2 separate regions of the Bombyx mori genome follow, and region 1 is linked to region 2. Evidence: chromatin contacts called from public Hi-C data. All regions are on one chromosome and are shown on one strand. The core of a region is the stretch at or near the end of the contact, and the rest is flanking DNA. Distances in the headings are between cores, read along the strand shown.

Region 1 (6,538 bases), core at 2,619-5,118, 110 kb after region 2:
TATATATGTGTAGATATTTTTTTTTATGTGTTTGTAGATTGTTAAAGCCATCCAGAAGATCTATCTATAGTGGGCGCTAATCCGGCAATAAAATTTTATTATAAGGAAGTTCAGAAACCACAGTTTTACATATATTGCTGCTGTATATACATTAGATGCTATTTAACTATGTACATATTTATTTGTTTTTGATAAAATCCCATTATAATAATTTATTACTTAAAATATTATTGATTTTATTTTTAAATAAAGCACAGTGAATATATATATTATATATTTTTGAAACGGGCGGATTATTTTGCATATTAGCGGTTTCTATCGAAGTGATAAATTTTGAGAGTTAGACATTTTGAATGTTGCAATTCGACGCTGGCAACACATTCGTGTTTAGTTGTTAATGATGGTCACACCGGAGTGATATAATCTGTGCCCAGTTCTAGAAGTTTTGTCGTCGATTTTGAATTGGAATAGGTCCATACACAAGCTTAGCTTGATATTAAGAGATTAGCAAAGGTCAAGGGAGGCATGATTTCAAAGTCCAGCCAAATAGAAAACTGGTACTAATTCATATGAGCTCATAACACACATCATATGGAATTCATACCTCAAATAGAATGTGATCTCAACTAATATTAGCGCTTATGTCAAGGTAATTTTGCAACATATATAGACTGCGGTAACCACTTAACAACAGATGATCCGTGAGCATTAGCTCTTTCCATATATTAAAAGTTATTTGACTTTTTTCAATCTTATTAATTTACATACATAATTTCACCTGTATAATTAGTTCCTTTGCTTATTTTATACAATTGAAAGGCAATGTCATGAAAGCTTACATTTTCTTATTACTATTTATTAACTTTTTTGTTTGTTTCATAGTTAATGTTTTTTTTTTGTTAATTAAAAATAAAATACGCATTGTTTAAATAAATAGACTTAATCAAATAACTTGATAGTTCTTTAGTGACAAAAGATGAATGCGTTATTGTTAATGCTATTTTGGATTGGCGGATTAAATCGTTGCTTCAATAAGTTATCAAACCCTGGGCTGCCAAGTTCATGGAATTCATTTTTTTTAGCACAGCGCGCAATGTAACACAAACAACTGATATGACGCGTGGGGTCGACGACCTTACGTTTACGAACTAAATTAAATTACAAATATTTCTTGATATTAAACGAGTATATTGTGTTTTTTTTGGATTTTTTTTTCATAGGCTCCATCCATAAATTGTTTTTTGAAAGTGAATTCTTTTGTAACCTAATTATGAATTGAAACTCGGTTAAAGAAAAATAGTTACACTAAAAATTATCGACGCACCAGAGAACCTCCTTGTCGAAGTCGGTTGACGAAGATCGAAGAACATATTATTAAGTGCACGAATTAAATATCTTTTAGATATTGGGTTTGATTTCTTTTTTGAAATTTCAAAACCATACATATTATGTTCATTGCAAATATTTGCGAGTAGGCTGACGTGCTCTATGATGGCAGGTGGTTGTCGGAGCCCAAGGACAGGTGCAGACGGACATTAGACATCAGGCGAGCTGTCAGCCTGTCCACTTAATTCGAAGCGTGACCGTAAAAGAAACATTATAACTAATTGGAATTGACGTTAAAGTAATTAATTGACCAAACGGTATGAGGTGGGAGTGGGGTATGACGTCACGGCGCTGTGCGACTGTACCAAGGCAACTTGCGGTCCCCGAGCCGCATTACGGGATGCGCACCGACTGCAGCACCTTGCTGGCCTGCGGACACACAAACAGCATAATAATTTAGCTCTAAATTTATTATTGTTGTACATATTTAAAAATATATATATTAGGAACTTTCATCAAACCCTAAAAGGTTTCATTCGTTAGAACACATACAAATAAAAATGCATTTTTAGTTTTCAAGTCGGTGGTGGGACGTCTTGTGAGCCCGCACGGGTCGTTAGTGTTACGGGGTGGATTCAGGAGCACTTTTAAAAACAGGAAACTGTGACTGACACAGTTTATTTTATAAAAGATATCGTGGAAACGATATGTGTTTCCGCTGCTCAAGCTAATTCTGTTGTGCCGCAATTTAGCAATAAATCGTTTTTGTATAGAGACGATGCATTCAGGAATGCCTTACCTATAGTAGAATTATTTTTTCCGTGCAGTTTGGGTCATAAAAAATCGGAGCGGCGAAGCGAGTATTTCGCTCTCTCTTCCACTCACGAGCCTTATGGACGGGCATAGTGATGCGCATTATTGTTGTCGATAAGCGTTATCGATAGTGTATTTAGTTTTGTGGTCATTTTATGGGTTAGTGATAAAAATGAAAGAAAAAATCACTAATCGAACACTTACACCACATATCGCCGCAGCAAGTTAACGAGAACGGCAGAAATTAACACTTTGTAACTTTTCGGAATCTATTCTTATTTCAGTGAATTTTTTTAACACATTGTTGATAACAACAAGTGCAAATATTATTTTGAATAAATTCTGCCGTTTTGATACAAAACAAAGGAGTAGCCATTGTGTCACTAAAGAAATTCAGAGAAAAAATGCATAAAAACACATTTCTCTTCGACATAATGTACTATAATTTGCAGGTAAGTACAAATGACTCATAACATAACAATGTCTCACCACCCTTCGTATACCACCCCGCCGCCGTGTACCTGCCTTCGATGACTCATTTGTTTTTATCGATAATGGTGTGCGCCCGCGCAACATGTTCACCGCCCTAGCCGGGCTATGTTTTATGACCCAAACTGCACGAACAAAATAATTCTACTATAGTCTGTATTATTATTTATATTGCGTTACTATTGAGGGGCATATGTAATAGTACTACCGCCCTACCTTTTCGGCCGTGACGCTGTCGTGCGCTTTGATTTGAAGGGGGGGCGGCCATTATTACAATTCAACTGAGATTTAGACTTATATATGAAGATTTAACATTGGTTGTTTCGTCTATGGTATTGGGATTCGTAAGGTCGGTAAAGTAGAGTGAGCTCTCCCCGACCGGTCATCGTTCTCGTCGAACCCGTCGCTTGCAACGATGGACTCGACGAGTAAATTAACCCTCAGATACAGCCCACTGAGTTTCTCAGCGGATCTTCTCAGTGGGTCGCGTTTCCGATCCGGTGGTAGATTCTGCGAAGCACGGCCCTTGCTAGGGTTTGTGTTACCAACGTCGTCAGGTTTGAGCCCTGTGAGCTCACCTACTAGTTAAGGTTACGCTGAAATAACCTCTCAAGGCTATCATCAGCTTAGGTAGGAAAAAAAAACCTCTCCCCTACCTCGTACTCCTCGTCGCTGGCCATGAGCCCAGTGACGCACAGCAGCTGGTACTGGCGCGCCCGCAGCGCCGGGGAGCCCCGCCGCAGCAGCCGCAGCGCCGTGCTGCACGACGCCGTGCTGCCGCACAGCACTTGCCGCACCTGACACACAACACACACACAGCGCCGTCTAGTGACGAGAATATAGCGCCATCTAGCGACCAGGGGCGGACTAGACAAGGATATAGCCCCATCTAGTGACTAAGGGAAGACTAGGCCAGATATATATATATATTTTTTTATTGCTTAGATTGGTGGACGAGGTCACAGCCCACCTGGTGTTAAGTGGTTACTGGATCCTATAGATATTTACGACGTAAATACGCCACCCACCTTGAGATATCAGTTCTAAGGTCTCAAGTATAGTTACAACGGCTGCCCCGCCCTTCAAAGCGAAACGCATTACTGATTCACGGCAGAAATAGCATCATCTAGTAATACAGGAAGGACTAAGCCAGATATAGCGCCATCTAGTGATTAGGGGAGGACTAGGCCAGATATGGCGCCATCTAGTGATGAAGGGAGGACTAGGCCAGATATAGCGCCATCTAGTGATGAGGGGAGGACTAGGCGAGATATAGCTCCATCTAGGCCAGATATAGGGCCATCTAGTAAAGGAGAGGGCGTACGAAGACGAAGCATTGAGTCAAGCTGAGATAGATCGAGTCAAGCTTAGTTTAAGGGGAATTTCAAAATGCCAGATCGTTACCCTTAAGACATGAGGTCGGGTTGTAGTCTAGTCGCCAATGGTAAGCTGCACCGTTCATCGCATAGTGTTGTGAAGGGTGAAACTCAATGAGCGCTGTTTTAATGAACGCGCCGGAATGGAGCTCAACTGTCAACCTGATCACATGTCATGAGGCGCCCTTCTGTTTTTTACCGTGTTTTCGGAAACTCATAAAAATGCTCCAACGTTACATTTAATTGCATTCATTAAGTTATGTACTTGTGTGGAGTTAAATTAAAGGATTGATAAGTTACGGTGTTTGCTTACTACACTTTTACAAGCGTGTCCGAAGAATAAATAATCATTACATGTGAATTCTAAGCTGAGAACATCTTATATAAACTTTTGAAGCGGTTGAAATAGTTGCGTAATATTTTAGCGGTTCCAAAGTAGTTTCTTTTTGTTTTTTATTAACTTTTGTAATTGTTGTACACAGCATCACGCAGACCGCAGGGGAAAAAATTAGAGCAAGTTATGTCAATCGCGAATTGTTTTGTTCGCCAATCGAATTTCGTAAAACTTCAACTCTTACTGAGAATTATAGAAGTAACTAAAATTAGACTAAAAAGTCAAGTTACCGTAGGCCGTAATAAAATTGTGAAAAGGACTGAAGTTCTCGAAGACAACAATAGATTACCACTTTAATATGACTGGAGCACAAATTTTAGCTGAAATAATTGTATTCTGAGCGGGCGAGAGCCGGCAATGTATCACTAATTATTATTGTTGTTATATTGCTTGCTTGGCGGCGCATTAGTTGAAGCCTATGATCGAGGCAGTGGTATACTACACGCATCACATCGGGTAGACGTGTCTTCAGTACCTCTACCTATGCGTTTAGTACCTCTAGATTGCTTTTTTATTAGGAACAAATCACGCACGGTAATCCGGGCCTAATTCAAGATTCCCTGTGTGTACCAGAGACTGACAAACATACCGTTACGCCGGTAAGAGTAACGCCATCTATCGGCGAATAGCCGAAACAAACCTCAAAGGATCTAACACCTATAACGCTCGAAAAGTACAGCGCCATCTATTATCAGATATCGGAAACACACAATACTAGATTTTTGTAGAGTATTCTCGACGATTCTAGGTATTTCGTCTCGACTTTAAAAGCGTTGCGAAATGCGAACGCATCACCTGAAGCGAAGCGGAAGAAGCGAATTGAGAATTTTAAAGTGTTCTAAGTGAAAGTTACACTTTGGTGGAACATTTATTTATCCCGAACCCCAGCGCGTAATGATACTTATATACGTTTAAAATATACATACATATATAGATAATGAACACCGAGACAAAGATCAAACAAAGCGGTTCGTCACACGAACGTTTGCCCGATGTGGAAATCGAACCCACGACCCTCGGCGCAAATCAGGGCCGCTAATAACTGCACCATTGAGTCAGTAAATATATTTAAACGTAAAAGTATGTCGGTCTCTGGTGTCCATAGTACAGGGGTCATAGTTAAGAGCCAGATGAGCGAGTGTGACTTTGTGGTTATTTATTTATTTATTAGGTATTTATTGTATTACCTGGGAGGGCGAGTGAGAGGGATCCAGCACGAGTAGCGTCGCTTTACCGTCCTTGTGTTTCTCGTAACCGATTATAGTCCGGGAGTGACCTGGGAAAAAACAACACTTTTTAGTCTAAGCGGTTGGCGGAGGTGCGAGCGGGGAGGTGCGAATGAGATGGTGCGAACGAGGAGGTCCGAGCGGGGAGGTGCGAACGGGGAGGTGCGAACGAGGTGCGAGCAGGGAGGTGCGAACGAGGAGGTGCGAGCGGGGAGGTGCGAATGAGGAGGTGCGAGCGGGGAGGTGCGAACGAGGAGGTGCGAGCGGGGAGGTGCGAACGAGGAGGTGCGAATGAGGAGGTGCGAACGAGGAGGTGCGAACGAGGAGGTGCGAACGAGGAGGTGCGAACGAGGAGGTGCGAACGAGGAGGTGCGAGCGCGGAGGTGCGAATGAGGAGGTGCGAGCGGGGAGGTGCGAATGAGGAGGTGCGAACGGGGAGGTGCGAACGAGGTGCGAGCAGGGAGGTGCGAACGAGGAGGTGCGAGCGGGGAGGTGCGAATGAGGAGGTGCGAGCGGGGAGGTGCGAACGAGGAGGTGCGAGCGGGGAGGTGCGAACGAGGAGGTGCGAATGAGGAGGTGCGAACGAGGAGGTGCGAACGAGGAGGTGCGAGCGGGGAGGTGCGAATGAGGTGTGAACGAGGAGGTGCGAACGGGGAGGTGCGAATGAGGAGGTGCGAGCGGGGAGGTGCGAATGAGGAGGTGCGAACGAGGAGGTTCGTGCGGGGAGGTGCGAGCGAGGAGGTGCGAGCGGGAAGGCGGCGTACCTTGGTGCTGCAGGTAGAGCGGCGGCTTGAAGGCGGCGGGCTGGTCCCGGAAGTACTGCAGCACCCAGTCAAACAGCGCGGGGTGCCCGCCGTCTGCGCCCGTTGGCCGGTGGAAATCGATCAGCTGGCATCTGGGGACAGGAGGGAGGT
Region 2 (6,376 bases), core at 3,136-5,635:
CTGATAATCATCCTACTAAAAGATTTAATCACAAGTTCATAATTAAAACGAATATTTCTCTTAGGTTACAATTAAAAAGTTTAGAGCAAACGAATTGATACATAAAACCTTGGTGCTCGAATTTGTTGAAAGCTCATTAAAATTATACTGAAATATAAAATTAAGGGAATCATTACATGCGTAAACTCAATGTTTCATGTATCAAAACTTTAGTACCCTCAAATAAAAAAAAATGCATTGTATAAAAACCTTGTAAAACATACGTGAGCATTCATTGTATTAGCATGTTAATAAGGTTAAACATCCAAAGTGCAATAAAAACTATTAATAATAATAATGATGATAATAATTAAAAAAATAAAAACAAAAACTATGAAAAAAGAAATTAAACGAAAATTCATAAATCACGTACACAAAACGATTACAGGAATAATTTAAAAATGTTAACTGATTAAAATTGTTTACGGCTCGAGATGACTCGCCGCAATTAATGGCGAAGTCACCGCGGCCACAGAACGAGGGTAGTTTTCGTAATTAGTCCCATTCAAAAATCAAATCAAGTCAAATGCAACGGTTGTCCGAATTTGATGCGATATCGATCCGCCAACGATCCGATAGTTGAGAACGATCCACTAACAACAATTCCTCTCCATGCGTCGTCATGGTCATGACATTAATTCACGAGTGTCATCTTAATAATGATTCAATGTTCACGTGAACATTTCGCGTCGCGTTCAATCAAGTGGTCGTCCCCAATTACACGCTGCTCGCGGCGATAGCGTTCGTATCCTTAGAAAATCATATTCCAAAAAATATGTTATTAAAAGGAACTTTATAATCGGCTCGATAAACAATCTGACATTCCCTTTTTTAATATAAAAAACAAACAAAAAAAAACACATAATCAAGTTTTAAAACGATGTAAATATTCATGATAATCATTAAGTATATAAATATAATATTTAGTCGGAATTAACTTGGATAAAAGATCTAGTAGTAGACGCGGTAAGATAAAATCAAAAAAATAAAACATGCTCTCCTCGACTACGATTAAAAATTAAAATTAAAAAAAAAATTTACGAAAATTAATCGGTTTACTTCAACAATTGTCTGTGGCGGAGATCAGAATCGTCGTATCGCTTTTAGCTAATAAAAAATAATAAAAGTACATACACACACAAACTAGATATTTAATTTAATAAAATCTCTTAAAATCAACTTAAACGCACACTTGTAGGTGCTTATTTAGAGTACGCGATAATTAGTACTTCGTCTGGGTTCCGCGTCATAAGCAAGTTCGTTTATTATAAATGCTTCTAGAGCATTCCTAACAAAACCGACCGCGGCTTCCGCTAGTTCTATTCTTGCGACTCTGCGATTTCCGATACCAGAATCGATTTGATTTAATTGATCATTTAATATAAAACAGTACAATATTCAAAAGCTTCACTTAATATTAAACAATAATAATGCACTTATAAACGATTAGTCTTTGAATCAGTCTCGAGCTTGATCATGATCAGTCTTCGCGTTTAACGCATCTCATTCGCATCAGATAAATCATATATGATATTATTACGATTCTGTGTGTTGGTTAAAAAACGATAATATTGAAAATAGTCTAATTTTGTAAATGATTTTAGCATCGAACGAATTTTTTGTCTGGTGATTAATATATTATTGTATTGGTGTGGCTTTTTTTTTAAACGTCCCTCTAAATGCTGTTTACCACTTGTCCTGAGAGAGGGCGGTCGTGTTGTACTGCGGCGGCGAGCTAACGAGTTTCCGATCGGCGCCGGGAGCGACGGGGCCCTTCATTGTTTTGGACTGTTTTTGAAGCTCTGATAGGAAAGAAAAAAATCAATTAATTTAAATGCGAAGATTTATATCAGGGATTGCCAATGGGGTCGGCTACCGACAGCCCCGCTTACACAAATGATAACTTAAAGTATAACAGTATCTGTATCAGGCCCCTAACCCAGCTGGATAACGAAAGTTTTTTAAGGTGTTGATCAAAACTTTTCGCTATCAAACCGTGTACCGACACAACTTGACACATTATTCTATTATTATTATTATTATGAATAAATTATTTTTTTATCTCACTGCTCTTGCTCGCTAAAGGTTATCGAAGGCCTATAATGTCAGTTTCGCAATGAATACAGACACCCCCCGACCCTGACGCAGTAGGGACTGACCGGATATGAGGAGCAGCATCTTCCGTCGCGCGCCGAACGCCGTCACTCCCAGCTCGGACAGGTCGGCCTCGTTCAGTGACGCAAACGTGCAGATGTCCACTTCGTGTTTCTTGAACATGTCTACAAATCAACCAACCAATTTATCATGAAATAGATAGAAAACACATAGCAACTCTGAAATGTCATCTTGTTATTTACGGCATCTCATTAAGTTAGGTGCCTTCGGGGCCGGATTTAAACTTAATGCCGCTCCTGGGCACCGGAAAAAAATCCGCCCCAATACTGGAATTTTACTTAAACTTATAGTTTCAAAATTAAAATCACTAACTGAAAATAACTAATAACTGCAGTATTTGCAGAAACGTTATCATATGATAAATGTTATATATTCCAAAAACATTTGTTTTTTTTTCTAACAATTTATAAATTTTGCACTAAGCGTGACTCATAATTATATTACATAAAAAAAAAACAAACTAAATTTCTTTAATTCCAAAAAATAGATAAATCCATTATTATTTTAAATGTCCAAGGAAATAAATTGATTAAGCCATTTTCATATAAATTTTTACCAAAAGTACCCAATTTATAATTCAGAAATAATGGGTGAATTGAATTTGTTGAATTATCAATTAAACAGAAAATTATTGATTAATAGAATTAATTAATTATATTGAGCAATCTTAATAAGACTAAAAAAAAAATTTCACTTTCAAAATGTTGCCGCCCTGGGCAGTTGCCCCGACTGCCCGTAGTGTAAACCCACCACTGGGTGCCTTAATGAGTCACTATGAGGATTTTTAATTAGGCGAGTTGAACTATTAATATGGCTTGTACGATGCGGATATCCGGCTTCAATATGAGCCTCTTGTTAATTTATATCCGTATCTGATTGGGCACATAACGTCGATGTCGACTGACTTGGTGGCGCAGTTTATAGCAGCCTGCCTTCTGGACTGAGAGTCGTGGGTTCGATTGCTACATCGGGTAAACATACGCGTGAGCAACATAATTGTTTCCTCTTTGTTTGAATGTTTACCATCTAGACATGTATATATTTAAATGTATATATGTATACCATAGTACAGGGGGTCGTAGTTTTGAACCAATCTCAATCAATGTAAAATATATTATTAACACATAAATAAAGAAGAGAGAAATGTCCTACTCTTGGAATCTGGACACCCGTTTGGAAAGGAGTTTCTTTTGCTATTACATAATTCAACGGATCAGAAACTGTTATTAAATGCAAATAAACTTGGTATTGTACCCACATTTCTGGAATACTAGTGAATAAAAATATATTTCACAATTTTATCATATATTATAACTATATCAATATTATTTTGATGACGAGATGAGTCGATAGTTTCCCAGGTGATCGGGAAGTGCCTCCAAAATCGCTACACATAGATGTCGGTTTTCGGTGATATTTTTCATTTATTTCATTCGGTCTACATCCCGTTCGCGTGAAGCTAGAATAGCTCCTTAGGCTACCAGCGAATAAGTAAGGGAAAAAGGTTCTAGACCAGCGGCTCCAGCGGGGTATTCCGTAGGGTAACCCACTCTAACCGGCGCCATCTAGGCGGGCTTCGGACAGTCTGCCGACCGAGAGGGCCGGTGGTCGTGGCGCCGACGACCGCCAGTCCGGCGTCCCGAGGGGGAGGGTGATGGGAGAGATGTGCTCCGCACTAAACACTTCACTTTCCCCCCTTTGCCTTGTCATGAGTTCTGTCTCATGCCAGGTATGGACGTTGGTTGTTGAGCGACAGGAGGTTTTAGTCAGTTCGACTCTGACATACCCCGCCCAGTATCCCCAGAAAAGGGCGGAAGTCCGGCGATTTCCTCCTGACCAAAAAAAAAAAAAAGACCAGCGGCTCCTAAAATTATTCTGTTTAATACTCACTTTGAGAATAAATTATTTTTAGCGCCAACGTTTTTAAAAACCTCTATATCGAGAGCTTAGTTGGTGTCTAAGAATCCTAGATGAATTTACAAATCGCCTCTCAAACCTCTACACAACGCCCCCATTTTTTTTCTTAGTCTTTGCTCGCCCCATTTTTGGGCCTGCAGCAGCGCCCATAAGGGGGCGTTATCGCCCACTTTGAGAAAGGCTGGTCTAGACCTTCAGGCCGACCGTTACCGACCGATGTACTTGTGCAGTCCGACGTCTCGCAGCAGCTCGTACAGCTGCTTGTAGCGGCACGGCTTGTGCGGCGCGCTCTCCGCGATGTTGGGCCGGACCAGGTCGGGTCTGCTCCACGCCTTCTCCGGCTGCAACCAACCATAGCTGGCTATAGTCACTTCATGATTAATTAATTCATTTATCCCCGTTAATGTTAGTAACAGTGACTTCTTTAAACATATGTGAGTAAGGACATAGTAACAAAACAAAAGTAAAGAACAACATACATACAAATAATACAATTAGAATAGTTTACCATTTCGAGCAAATTTATGGACCTTTCTACAATGATTAAGAAAAGGCAAAGGCGTCTCTCGATGATGCAGCTCTAGTAAGCGTGCAGTCACAATGCAATAGGTACAAATGACACGGCGGCTTCTGAGACTTTACAGCCCACTGCGTTTCTCACCGGATCTTTTCAGTGGATCGCATTTCTGATCCGGTGGTTGACCCTTGCTAGGGCCAGTGTTTGGAAATTCGCCAAGTGAAAGAGTCTTGTGAATTCATCTACTCGCCCGGTGAATCTAATATGACTCCTCAAGGTCACAGCAATAAGAAAACACCACCATAGGTAAAGCCGCCTCGGATGACCGGTGCGTGTTTGTATCTCCTTTGAATTTTTTTAAATTTACTGCACCGCGGTCACAATATTAATATGAGCTCCCCTCCACGGTGTTTCCCGAGCGTGACGACATGTCCTTCTTCAAACGAGGCTTGTGGAGATTATTAAGCGGTAGGCAGCGGCTTGGCTCTCCCCTGGCATTGCTGAAGTCCATGGGCGACGGTAACCACTCACCATCAGGTGGGCCGTATGCTCGTTCATTAGTTTGGTAGCTAAACGAAACGCAGCACGATTCTCGAGAGATGGCAGCACCATTGCGATATCGTAGGAATTCGGCTAACTTCGTGCTACGACAGAGCCTAGCCGATGGAGGCGCGTAGACGCCATCAAACTTACCAACCAGCCTTCTTGAAGAGCGGTGCCTCCGTCTTAAAAACTGTCATTCGTTTTCATTTGCCAACGTCAAGAGAAGACTTCTAAATTGTTCTAAGACAGCAAACGTGATTGGTGTACTCAATATTTCTCTTAGCTCGATCACCCTATTCGCCCCTACGATGTCTGACGATGGTGTTAATAATTGTGGTTTCTCCGACAAATATATCGACGCGTGAAAGGCAAACGTGACTAAGCGACAATGCGTGAACTTTACAGTAGACTAATTTAAAGTTGAAATACCTGAAAACAAAATTTATTTTAACGAATCTAGCTGTAGTAGAATCTAGCTAGTAGCTGTAGGATCGAAATGATTTTAATAGACCTTGAAATATATTTTTTTTGCGTATCGAATATGGTTATTGCCTATGTACAAAGCAGTTATTGTCGCTAAGTCAAGTTTGCCTTTCAAGCGTCGATTATGTTGTTTTAGTGAAGCTAACCGAAGTGATTCCTTCGTTATCGTGCAGGTTGATGGGCCCCGGCGACGTGTGGCTGAAGTAGTAGCCGGCCCAGCGCGGCGTGGGCACCCGGTACCCGCCGCCGCACACGCTCTCCCGCATCGCCTGCAACACAACGAACATTAACCACAATCCAAAACATTAGCGAAGCAAACATTGACAAGCCGGGATCAGTCCGTGTTTGTCACCTTCATTGCGGAATTGGTAGAGTGCTCAATTGTCATCATAAATTTGCTAATCTAATTAAAGTCCGTTGTATATTAAGCTCATAAATATACGAAGAGGATAATAGCTTCAGTAATAGCTCACGACGCCTCAAGTGGTTACTGGAGCCCGCCTTGAGAAATGAGATCAAAGATGAGGTACCCTTAAAGCACCGTTAATGGATCGGAAGGATCCGTAATGACGTGCTTAGGGCAGAGCGTCCTCAGCTGTGTCTGGCATTTCTGATGTCCATGAGCATTTATTTTTATTTTTTCATAGCCCTTGTAGGCAGACGAGCACACGGCCCACCTGATGGTGAATGGTTACCGTCGCC

Evidence for each region. Hi-C and Micro-C count contacts between places; a contact is called where the count stands out from the background.
Region 1: a contact with region 2 is called in a Hi-C map of midgut, with 2.4 times the contacts expected there. The contact joins two enhancer-like sites. A contact is called at or near these places in 2 of 7 Hi-C or Micro-C datasets (midgut and whole pupa).

The regions. Positions count from the first base shown.
Region 1 is chr3:2,009,078-2,015,615 of ASM3026992v2, forward strand. It overlaps LOC101736753 (zinc finger-containing ubiquitin peptidase 1), which reads right to left. Exons shown (of 16, transcript XM_038020140.2): 13 at 6,389-6,519; 14 at 5,586-5,674; 15 at 3,285-3,425; 16 at 1-1,755. The coding sequence ends at 1,720. Among protein-coding and RNA genes, the nearest start is that of LOC101736753, 22 kb to the right of the region's middle. Within about 2 kb of position 3,869, at least 3 of the 8 cell types and tissues checked have open chromatin away from gene starts, as enhancers often do.
Region 2 is chr3:1,903,251-1,909,626 of ASM3026992v2, forward strand. It overlaps LOC101736475 (protein bicaudal C homolog 1-A), which reads right to left. Exons shown (of 20, transcript XM_012688490.4): 17 at 5,821-5,943; 18 at 4,346-4,472; 19 at 2,199-2,318; 20 at 1-1,841. The coding sequence ends at 1,726. Among protein-coding and RNA genes, the nearest start is that of LOC101736087, 6.7 kb to the left of the region's middle. Within about 2 kb of position 4,386, at least 4 of the 8 cell types and tissues checked have open chromatin away from gene starts, as enhancers often do.